Regions from separate parts of the Mus musculus genome. Here all the other regions are linked to region 1. Evidence: chromatin contacts called from public promoter capture Hi-C data. All regions are on one chromosome and are shown on one strand. The core of a region is the stretch at or near the end of the contact, and the rest is flanking DNA. Distances in the headings are between cores, read along the strand shown. Region 1 holds the start of Ddit4 (DNA-damage-inducible transcript 4). Region 2 holds the start of Vps26a (VPS26 retromer complex component A). Region 3 holds the start of Kifbp (kinesin family binding protein).

Region 1 (2,866 bases), core at 144-2,643:
TGTGTCAAAGCAAACCTGCCCTGTAGCGATGTGATGCTTGCCTGTCTGATCTGGTTTGGTTCCTGCCCGCCGGGCCAGAGTGTCTGATGTAAGTTTGGTCTTTTCTTCCATCAGGGTCCCAGTGTCCTACATTAACAAACCTTTTTATAAAAAAAAAAAACAAAAAAAAAAACAAAAAAACAGGTCTAGTCCGACTGAATCTCCTCCTACCCTAAACAAATCGCTATCAGCCCTAGAGCATCGCTGCCAGGCTATATTTCCTGTTGCCTCGCCTGAATGATGAAACCCCATATGGCTCTTGCATTTGGACTTTTCCAAAGACCTCGGTCCTGGGTTCCATTGAATTGAATTCTCCTGCCACCCCACCCCCCACCCCCGATCCGCCGCTTTTCCCCCCCTTAACACAAAGCATGGGAGGGGTTCTAGGACCCGGCGGACGCCAGGGGCTCTGCCGCAGTGGGTTTGGGAGGCACTTGGCCCTGCAGTGTTCTGTCCCCCTAAGGCCTGCGGGTGGGTCACTGTGTCGGTTTGATGTGAGCCCTTGTTCCCTGGCCGTGGACCAGGCGCTAAGAATCGGAGTCCGTGAACTCTAACTCCTACCCAAACCCTCTGCTAGAGGACAATCTCGAATTGGCAAGCACTTGATGTCCTCCTGAACCTACACCCTGCTCCCCCGGGGCTGCAGAGTAACAGGAACACTGATGAGGGGACGTGGGAGCCGATGGCCCTGAGATGCCTTGTCTTTGGACCTATTACCAAAAGTGCATCGCGTGTCAGAAGCAAAGACAGCGTGGGACTGATGCTCATGGGACAACGGAGTAACGTCTGCCGCCGCGCCACGGTCCCATGGGGCATCCAGTTGTGCGCCCGGTAGTGTCCTTGGCCCTTGGGCTCCCAGAAGCTAGGGGTACCTTTCTCCCCTGCTCAAGCCGCACCAGGTCCCCCAACTCTTCTTTTCAGTGCAGTCACGGGCCGTCCCCTCCCCCAGCAACGCGCCCCTATAATAAACAAGTCTTTCCTTGATCCTCCCCTACCGCGAGCGCCCTCAGGGACCTTGGCAGCTGCTGAAAGCCGCCTCGGATCCCTTCCAGAAAGGGGGTGTGGCCGAAGCTAAGGCGAGGGGAGAGGGGTTCGGCCGGGAGCGTTCTGGGGCTCCGTGGGGGCGGGGCCAGGCCGCTGTCACCAGGCAGGAGAGAACGTTGCGAACGTGCGCCCGGTGCCTATTGGCTGAGGTGGGCCACACTCCCGGGTCTCGATTGGGCTGCGACCTGGAGGGGGCGTGGCCTCGCCGGGAGAGCCCTTATAGGCTGCTGCTCGCTGGTGCTAGGGATCGCAGCAGGCAGGGGGGAGGTGCGAGAGGGTTCGAAGGGACAGGTCCGGGCAGCGATCGGGGGTTGGCACCAGTTCGCTCACCCTTCGAGAGGCAGAGCGCTCTTGTCCGCAATCTTCGCTGACCGCGCTAGCTGGTGAGTGTCCCTCCCGGGTGTGCACATCTTGTCGGGGAGTGACCTCGGCTCTTGGGGCCTCAGAGCCCTCAATCCTGTGCAACGCCGACACTGACGCCAAATCCTTGTCCCTCTTGTCTTTCAGCGGCTTCTGTGCGCCTTCATTCGGACCTTAGCAGCCAGCGTCCTGGCGTCTGACCCCGCCATGCCTAGCCTCTGGGATCGTTTCTCGTCCTCCTCTTCCTCTTCGTCCTCGTCTCGAACTCCGGCCGCTGATCGGCCGCCGCGCTCCGCCTGGGGGTCTGCAGCCAGAGAAGAGGGCCTTGACCGCTGCGCGAGCCTGGAGAGCTCGGACTGCGAGTCCCTGGACAGCAGCAACAGTGGCTTCGGGCCGGAGGAAGGTGAGCACTCAGCCGGGGCCGAATTGGGTTCGGGGATGGGGGGTGGGAGGGGTCCCGGGAGGTGGGTACGAAGCGAGCTGAATCGGCTCAAAGCCACCTTGGCTTCCCACCCCAGCACGAAAAAACAGATTACTCTAGGGTTAGAAGACAAGACTGCGGGGCGGAAACTGAGGCACGGAGTGGAAAGGGACACTGTTTGCTTAGGCAAACTGCACCTCCCCCGCCCGTACAGCTCCTGTGGAAGGCGCTCTAATACAATACCCTTTCCCTGTGTTCTCTCTATCCAGACTCCTCATACCTGGATGGGGTGTCCCTGCCCGACTTTGAGCTGCTCAGTGACCCCGAGGATGAGCACCTGTGTGCCAACCTGATGCAGCTGCTGCAGGAGAGCCTGTCCCAGGCGCGATTGGGCTCGCGGCGCCCTGCGCGTTTGCTCATGCCGAGCCAGCTGGTGAGCCAGGTGGGCAAGGAACTCCTGCGCCTGGCATACAGTGAGCCGTGCGGCCTGCGGGGGGCACTGCTGGACGTGTGTGTGGAGCAAGGCAAGAGCTGCCATAGCGTGGCTCAGCTGGCCCTCGACCCCAGCCTGGTGCCCACCTTTCAGTTGACCCTGGTGCTGCGTCTGGACTCTCGCCTCTGGCCCAAGATCCAGGGGCTGTTAAGTTCTGCCAACTCTTCCTTGGTCCCTGGTTACAGCCAGTCCCTGACGCTAAGTACCGGCTTCAGAGTCATCAAGAAGAAACTCTACAGCTCCGAGCAGCTGCTCATTGAAGAGTGTTGAACTACATCCTGGGGTGGGGTGCGGGGAGGGTTTCTCACTGCCCCCCAAAGTGAAGACAAGGAATTTCTGTGGTGGAGACCCGCAGGCAAGGACTGAAGGACTGTCCCCTGTGTTAGAAAACTGACGATAGCCACCTGAGGGGCGCAGGGCCAGGTGGGGGAAGGAAGTGTTCTCCAGGAAGTCTCTAGGTTGTATGCAGGTGGCTCCCTGTTGGGGCACACGCCCCTCAGTACTGTAGC
Region 2 (2,875 bases), core at 15-2,514, 2.5 Mb before region 1:
CCTTCATCCAAGCCATCTGCATCACAGGGTTTTAATCAATAGTATTTTGAGATCTAAACTCCCTTCTCTGTCCCCATACTATTTTACCCGTCTGTAAATATGACAGGTAATCTCCAATATTGGGAAGGCTGAAGGAGGACAGATGTGTTTCTTGACAGCCTGGGCTACATAGCATATTCCAGAGGAGCCTGGGACACCTAGTGAGACCCTGTCTCAACAATAAATATACACACAAACATCCATTCGTTCCAAAGCTCCCTGGCATAGCAATCTTTAAGATTTGTTTTCAGATAATATCATTTTAGGCAGATTTCTCCTGCATGCATGAAGGAAGTGCAGTGTTCCATCTGCAGCAATGCATAAAACCACCAGTGACTCCTGCAATTACAGCATTGGGAAGGCACTTTGGAGGTGCTCACTCTCCACTTGAGGCTAGCCTAGTCTACATGAGTACATGAGAACCCCTGTCTTACAAACAAAAGACTCATTTCCAGTATTTGAATTCTGTCGCGATTGGAGACCGAAGCCTCATTTTAACCTTTAAATATTTTAGACTTACAACTTGACACTCTACTCCCCAAGTTGAGTTTCGTTATGATAGGGCTGATGACACCCCTCCGCCCATAAATCTGAATGAAAGGTTCAGTTCCTAAGCCTTCGTAGTATTTCATCTATCCTCAGGTTTTCTGGGCCTCCACTACAATGACTGACTGGATCAGAGTGTTGGAGAGCTGCGTTTTGCACGCTTGCGAAACTTTTAGGAAGGGCTGTTGCCGGGGAGGGGGGGTAAGGAGGGCGGAACCGATTTGAGAGTACTGCCTCTCCGGCTTGGAAGGCTGCGTCACGAGCTATCCGTGGACTGCAAAGGATGTGCTTTAAAGATTAGCTTTTCTCCCTAACCGTCTCTTCGGAGGCCAACAATTCTCGGGGCTGAGGCGGGAAACAGATCAGGCGCAAAGGTCGGAACTGCAGCAAGCCCGCAAAGACACGCCTCCCGCACAAACCCTCGAGTCCCCCAAGTTTCCCTAGGGAAAAGGAAATGGGCGTGCCGGAGGGAGGAGTTTGACAGCGCACGGCTCGTCACGTGACAACTAGCTCTAGGGTTGCTGGACTGAGAAGACAGATCTTTGACTCCTCCCACCAGACGTCACCCACCCAGACCACGCCCTCAACCGAAAGGCGGGGCGGAGGAGCCCCGCCTCGAAACGGCCTTCCTGAAGGGCGGGGCCTCTAGCAGGGCGGGGCCTCTAGCGGGGCGGGGTGGGGGGGGGAGGGAGAAGAGGAAAAGGAGTGGTCACGTGCGGCTGATGGCCTACGGTCACGTGACGGGCGGCGGGGCGCAGGCACCCAGGCTGGGAGTTCTTCTGAGGGAAAGCCGAGTGGAGTGGGCGACCCGGCGGCGGTGACAATGGTGAGTGCGCGGCGGCCTGCCTGCGAGGTCGTCTCCCGCGGGGCCGTGGGGCGCGCGGCGGGACTCCCAACGGCGGGCGCGGCGCCGAGCCTGCAGGGAAGGGGCGCGGAGCGGTGAGGCCTGACGGCTGCCCGCTCCCGGCCAGGCCTGAGCACCTGCGGCCGGCGGCACTGTCCCGGCCATGTCGGAGCCTCTGCCCGCCTTCCTCGACCGGCTGTGGGGACCCTGGCTGGGCACCCGCAGCCCGCCCAGCCGGAGCTCGGCAGCCTCGCCTTCCAAGGTAGCCGAGGACAGTCAGTGCCCTCTCTCCCAGTTCCGGACTCTGGCGAGACCTGCTCACCTTCCTCGTCCCGAGCTCGATAGAGTCCGCTTATTTTCTTTAAGCTGGTTGTGGAGACATTCTGCGATTTCTTGATTCGGGTGGAGGCTTTTGGCACTTGTAGAATAGGAGGGGAAGGGAGGGGAGACAAGAGGGTGTCGGAGCCGAGACCCCTCATTTATATCTCCAGACGCCGATTTAAGCACTTGGTTTCACTTCCTTCCCTAAGCGATTTCTATAACTTAGCACTTTGGGATGTTGCAGTGTCTTGGGAGCCCAGGCAGGGATGAAAATCAGAGCACTTAACCACACTTAATGGAAAGCACCGTTGGGCGCGCTAGTGTTTAACTACGCGCCCGCGGTCTATAGATTAGAGCTCCTTTGGCTCGTGTTATTTAGCATATACTCCATGAGAGCCCACTGTGCGCTCCCCTTATACTACCCGCTCTTCCCAAGCTCGCCACTTTTAATAAACTGCTTGAAACTTCTCGTCTCAAGCCAGCCAGCCAGGTCTATTTTTAAAACGTTGCTTTGATTAAATAACTTTGAGTCAGAAATTATTTGCTTTCTCTAGGGTTTGGGGGGTGGGGGAGAAGTTCATTCAGGGAGCGTTTTCTTAAACAGTATTTTGGGTGAGTCCAGGGACAGATAAACAAGGCAAACTGCTTGCTTCCTTGCAGCTTACAGACTCTGGAGAGTTAAGCATTTGTTTAGATAAATTAGTTTAAGGTGGAAATTACAACTGCTGTAAATAACTAAGAAGGAATTAGTAGGCTGTTAGGGAGTCCTCCTTTCACTGTTTATAATTTGAAAAGAAAGCTTAAATTGCTCTCTTCTTGGTTACTTAGTTGAATTAGTCCTTCTAGTTAAGTTTTTTTTTTTTTTTTTTTTTTTTTGGTTTTTCGAGACAGGGTTTCTCTGTATAGCCCTGGCTGTCCTGGAGCTCACTTTGTAGACCAGGCTGGCCTCGAACTCAGAAATACGCCTGCCTCTGCCTCCCGAGTGCTGGGATTAAAGGCGTGCGCCACCACGCCCGGCCCTTCTAGTTAAGTTTAAGAGCAATTTTTTTTTTTATTTTTAAGGTATTTGTCAAACGAAATTGTAAAGCTTTAAAGCCTTTGTATGGGCACACATGTATGTATGAG
Region 3 (3,248 bases), core at 682-3,181, 2.6 Mb before region 1:
TGAAATTACAGCCTGTTTTTATGTTCCAGCTGTCTATGTATGTTTTCCTGAAACTGTACATAAAATGTTTTTACATTAAAATGAATTGCTGTATAAAGTACTGCATTATGCCATAATAAAGATACCGATGCTTTATATTTAGTTCTTGGTGGCTTTTATTTTATAGCAGTGACTGCTAGGTCTGTAAATCTAGTAGCTTGGCTTGCCTTTTGTGTATACTGCATTAAAGCAGATCAGGTTATAACGGGGAGTTAGCCTTGGCTAAATTGTCATAAAAATGAACGCAATCCTATGTTAACATACCTTCACTGTCTTCAGACACACCAGAAGAGGGCATCGGATCCCCCATTACAGATGGTTGTGAGCCACCGTGTGGTTGCTGGGGTTTGAACTCAGGACCTCTTGGAAGAGCAGTCACTGCCATCCCCCCAGCCCTTCAGTGGGCCATTTTCTACAGGTTCATTTCTTGAATCATCCATTCAAGTTTTGTGAATTGCTCTCTTCCCCTAACATCCTATGTTTACCTTTCAATATGTATGTACATACATTTTAAGACTTAAAATAATTTTACATTTAATAAATGTTTTCAAGACAGATCTCACTGTGTATCTCTGGCTGTCTTGGAACTATGTAGACTTGTAGCACAACCAATTCTGAGCTTATCCCTGACCAGCTTACAAATAAGTGAGACTCACACTATGGTTATTTTATTTGGCTTTGACAATTACTGGGGGATAATCTCTAATCTATTTTTCCAACTGCTGACCTGGCTTCTTTCCCAGCAGTGTTCCCCCAAGTAATTGCTGTTTCTCCTGCCGTGTGCTCATGGTCCATCTCTCCTGGCTCTTGTTCTACTCTCTCCAATGCTCAACAAGGAAACCCACCTACCTCTGATCCCTGCAGTTATTAGCTGTAGCCTTTGTTGTTTGTTTTTGTTATTTCGAGACAGGATTTCTGTGTAGCCCTGGCTGTCCTGAACTTTGTAGACCAGGCTAGCCTTGTACTCAGAAATCCGCCTGCTTCTGCCTCCCCAGTGCTGGGATTAAAAGCGTGTGCCACCACGCCCGGCAGCTGTAGCCATTTTTTTTTTTTTTTTTTTTTTTTGGTTTTTCGAGACAGGGTTTCTCTGTATAGCCCTGGCTGTCCTGGAGCTCACTTTGTAGACCAGGCTGGCCTCGAACTCAGAAATCCGCCTGCCTCTGCCTCCCGAGTGCTGGGATTAAAGGCGTGCGCCACCACGCCCGGCTAGCTGTAGCCATTTTTATTTAACCAAATTAAGTTTTAAATTAAGGAATAAAGTTTGTACAACAAAAGCTGGTAAGCATGAGAATTTAATCATAGGCTACAGAATTTAGCATTACAATACATATCAACACTGGCCCCTGTGTCAGCCTGCAGATAATTGGCACCATGCCTAGCTCAGAGCCTTTATAGAATTTTCAGGGACTGGGCGGTGGTGGTGTGAGGTGGCTCTAGTAAGTAAAGGCTGCGGAGGCTGAGCCTGAGGATCTGAATTTGATCCCTGAGACCTGGGTACCTGGGTTGTAGTTTCCTACAACTATAATTTTTAACTGTGATAGCGTAATACATTAGTGGTGAAAGATTCTTGCCTATGAACTTGAGCAGTTATCGAAAGATGTTAGTGTTAAATTTCATTTAAGCTAGGGATTGACTTTACGATAGGCTAGTACCTTACCCCTAAGAATCATTCTGATTCTGAACATTTTTGTATAAACTACATTTTGGGATGAAGCAGGAGAAGCCATACTGCTCAAGGGTAGCAGCGGAAGGCTCTGTATTCCCTGACAGCTTCGTTTCCTTGACGACGGCTGTTGTGGCGACCAGAACATCCTCCCATTGGCTGCTGCCGAGCGTCTAGCGCTCCCCTCTACCGACTTCATTGGTCGGCGCTCCACAGTCACGACACGTCGTAAATGAAGTGTCGCAACGCGGAGGCCTCCAGTGGCTGCTGGTCCACGGACGGGGAGGCGGCCGTCAGCTCAGGCCGCGATGGCGAACGCTCCGGGGCCAGAGATCCGCGAGAAGTTCCAGGCAGCGCTGGCCCTGTCGCGGGTGGAGCTGCACAAGAACCCGGAGAAGGAGCCGTACAAGTCCAAGTACGGCGCGCGCGCGCTGTTGGAGGAGGTGCGCGCGCTGCTGGGCCCGGCGCCCGAGGACGAGGACGAGCCGGCTGCTGACGATGGGCCGGGCGACCAGGCCTTGGGCGCGGGTGAGCCCCGGGAGGCTGAGGGCCCCGGAGCGCAGCGGGCGCTGCGCCTCGCGGTGGTCGAGTTCCACCTTGGTGTGAACCACATCGACACGGAGGAACTGTCTGCCGGCGAGGAGCATCTGGTCAGGTGCCTGTCGTTGCTGCGCCCCTACCGCCTGTCGCTCGGCTGTGTGTCTCTCTACATCCAGGCGCAGGTGAGATGCTGAGGCGGGAGTTCTGCATCCAAAACGCTCCTCCTGGCTGCGCACGTCTCTCAGTTGGTTCAGTCCCCAGCATTGCACAACACCCGGCCTGAAATTCCAGTACTAGGGAGGCTGCGGCAGGAGGATTGCTTTGGGTTCTTGGCTAGCCTGGGTTTCATAGCGAAGTTTAGTCCCTTTTAATTTGTCATAACACCTACCCTCCATCTGCCTACCAACTCCCTCTGAGTTCTCGCCGCCTACTCCAGCCTCACTTGCTACTTTCCGTAATCCTGGGCAGAAAACCTAAGCGTCCGAATCAGCGCCTCCCAACCCAATGACAAGCTTAGTTTCATTCTGTGAAGAAATAATCCAACGGGATTCGAATGGAATGAACAGGACAAGGGATCGCAAGAATGATCCAATCTTAAATGTTGTTGTTGTTAATGGCCAAAATCTTAAAACTTTATTCTTTACCACATTCATCTTGTTTGCTCAGCAAGGAATTCGTACCTTTTCCTTAAACTGTCTCGACAACCTTTTAATAACTTTTTATTTTTTGTTTGTGTTTAGACATCCATTTGTGTCTGCAATGCTTAACTTCGACTGTCTTCACCTCCTGAGTGCTAGGACCCCCTCCCCCTTTTCCTTTCAGAGTCTTGTAGCCCAGGCTGCCTTTAACCCATGATCCCCCCACCTCAGCCTCCCTGCTGAGGTTATCGGAACTCTTGTTTGGACTAACTCTATCTGGTCCAAACTGATCTCACCTTCCATCCTTTACATTTTTATAAGCAGCAAGTGCGACTTTCTGCTCTGGAGAACATAACATTTCAAAATTC

What was found. Promoter capture Hi-C pulls out the DNA fragments that hold promoters and counts their contacts.
Region 2: a promoter capture Hi-C map of liver shows a contact between it and region 1, with 2.5 times the contacts expected there. The contact joins the promoter of Vps26a here to the promoter of Ddit4 in region 1. A contact is called at or near these places in 1 of 39 promoter capture datasets (liver) and 1 of 115 datasets of contacts at active chromatin or transcription factors (astrocytes).
Region 3: a promoter capture Hi-C map of liver shows a contact between it and region 1, with 3 times the contacts expected there. The contact joins the promoter of Kifbp here to the promoter of Ddit4 in region 1. A contact is called at or near these places in 2 of 39 promoter capture datasets (hippocampal neurons and liver).

Annotation. Positions count from the first base shown.
Region 1 is chr10:59,950,297-59,953,162 of GRCm38.p6, reverse strand. Ddit4 (DNA-damage-inducible transcript 4) reads left to right here and starts at 1,393. Exons shown (of 3, transcript NM_029083.2): 1 at 1,393-1,466; 2 at 1,591-1,846; 3 at 2,134-2,866. The coding sequence starts at 1,651. The coding sequence ends at 2,627.
Region 2 is chr10:62,485,194-62,488,068 of GRCm38.p6, reverse strand. It overlaps Vps26a (VPS26 retromer complex component A), which reads left to right and starts at 1,264. Exons shown (of 9, transcript NM_133672.3): 1 at 1,264-1,411. The coding sequence starts at 1,409.
Region 3 is chr10:62,577,140-62,580,387 of GRCm38.p6, reverse strand. Kifbp (kinesin family binding protein) reads left to right here and starts at 1,931. Exons shown (of 7, transcript NM_028197.2): 1 at 1,931-2,424. The coding sequence starts at 2,011. Ddx21 (DExD box helicase 21) reads left to right here. Exons shown (of 15, transcript NM_019553.2): 15 at 1-141.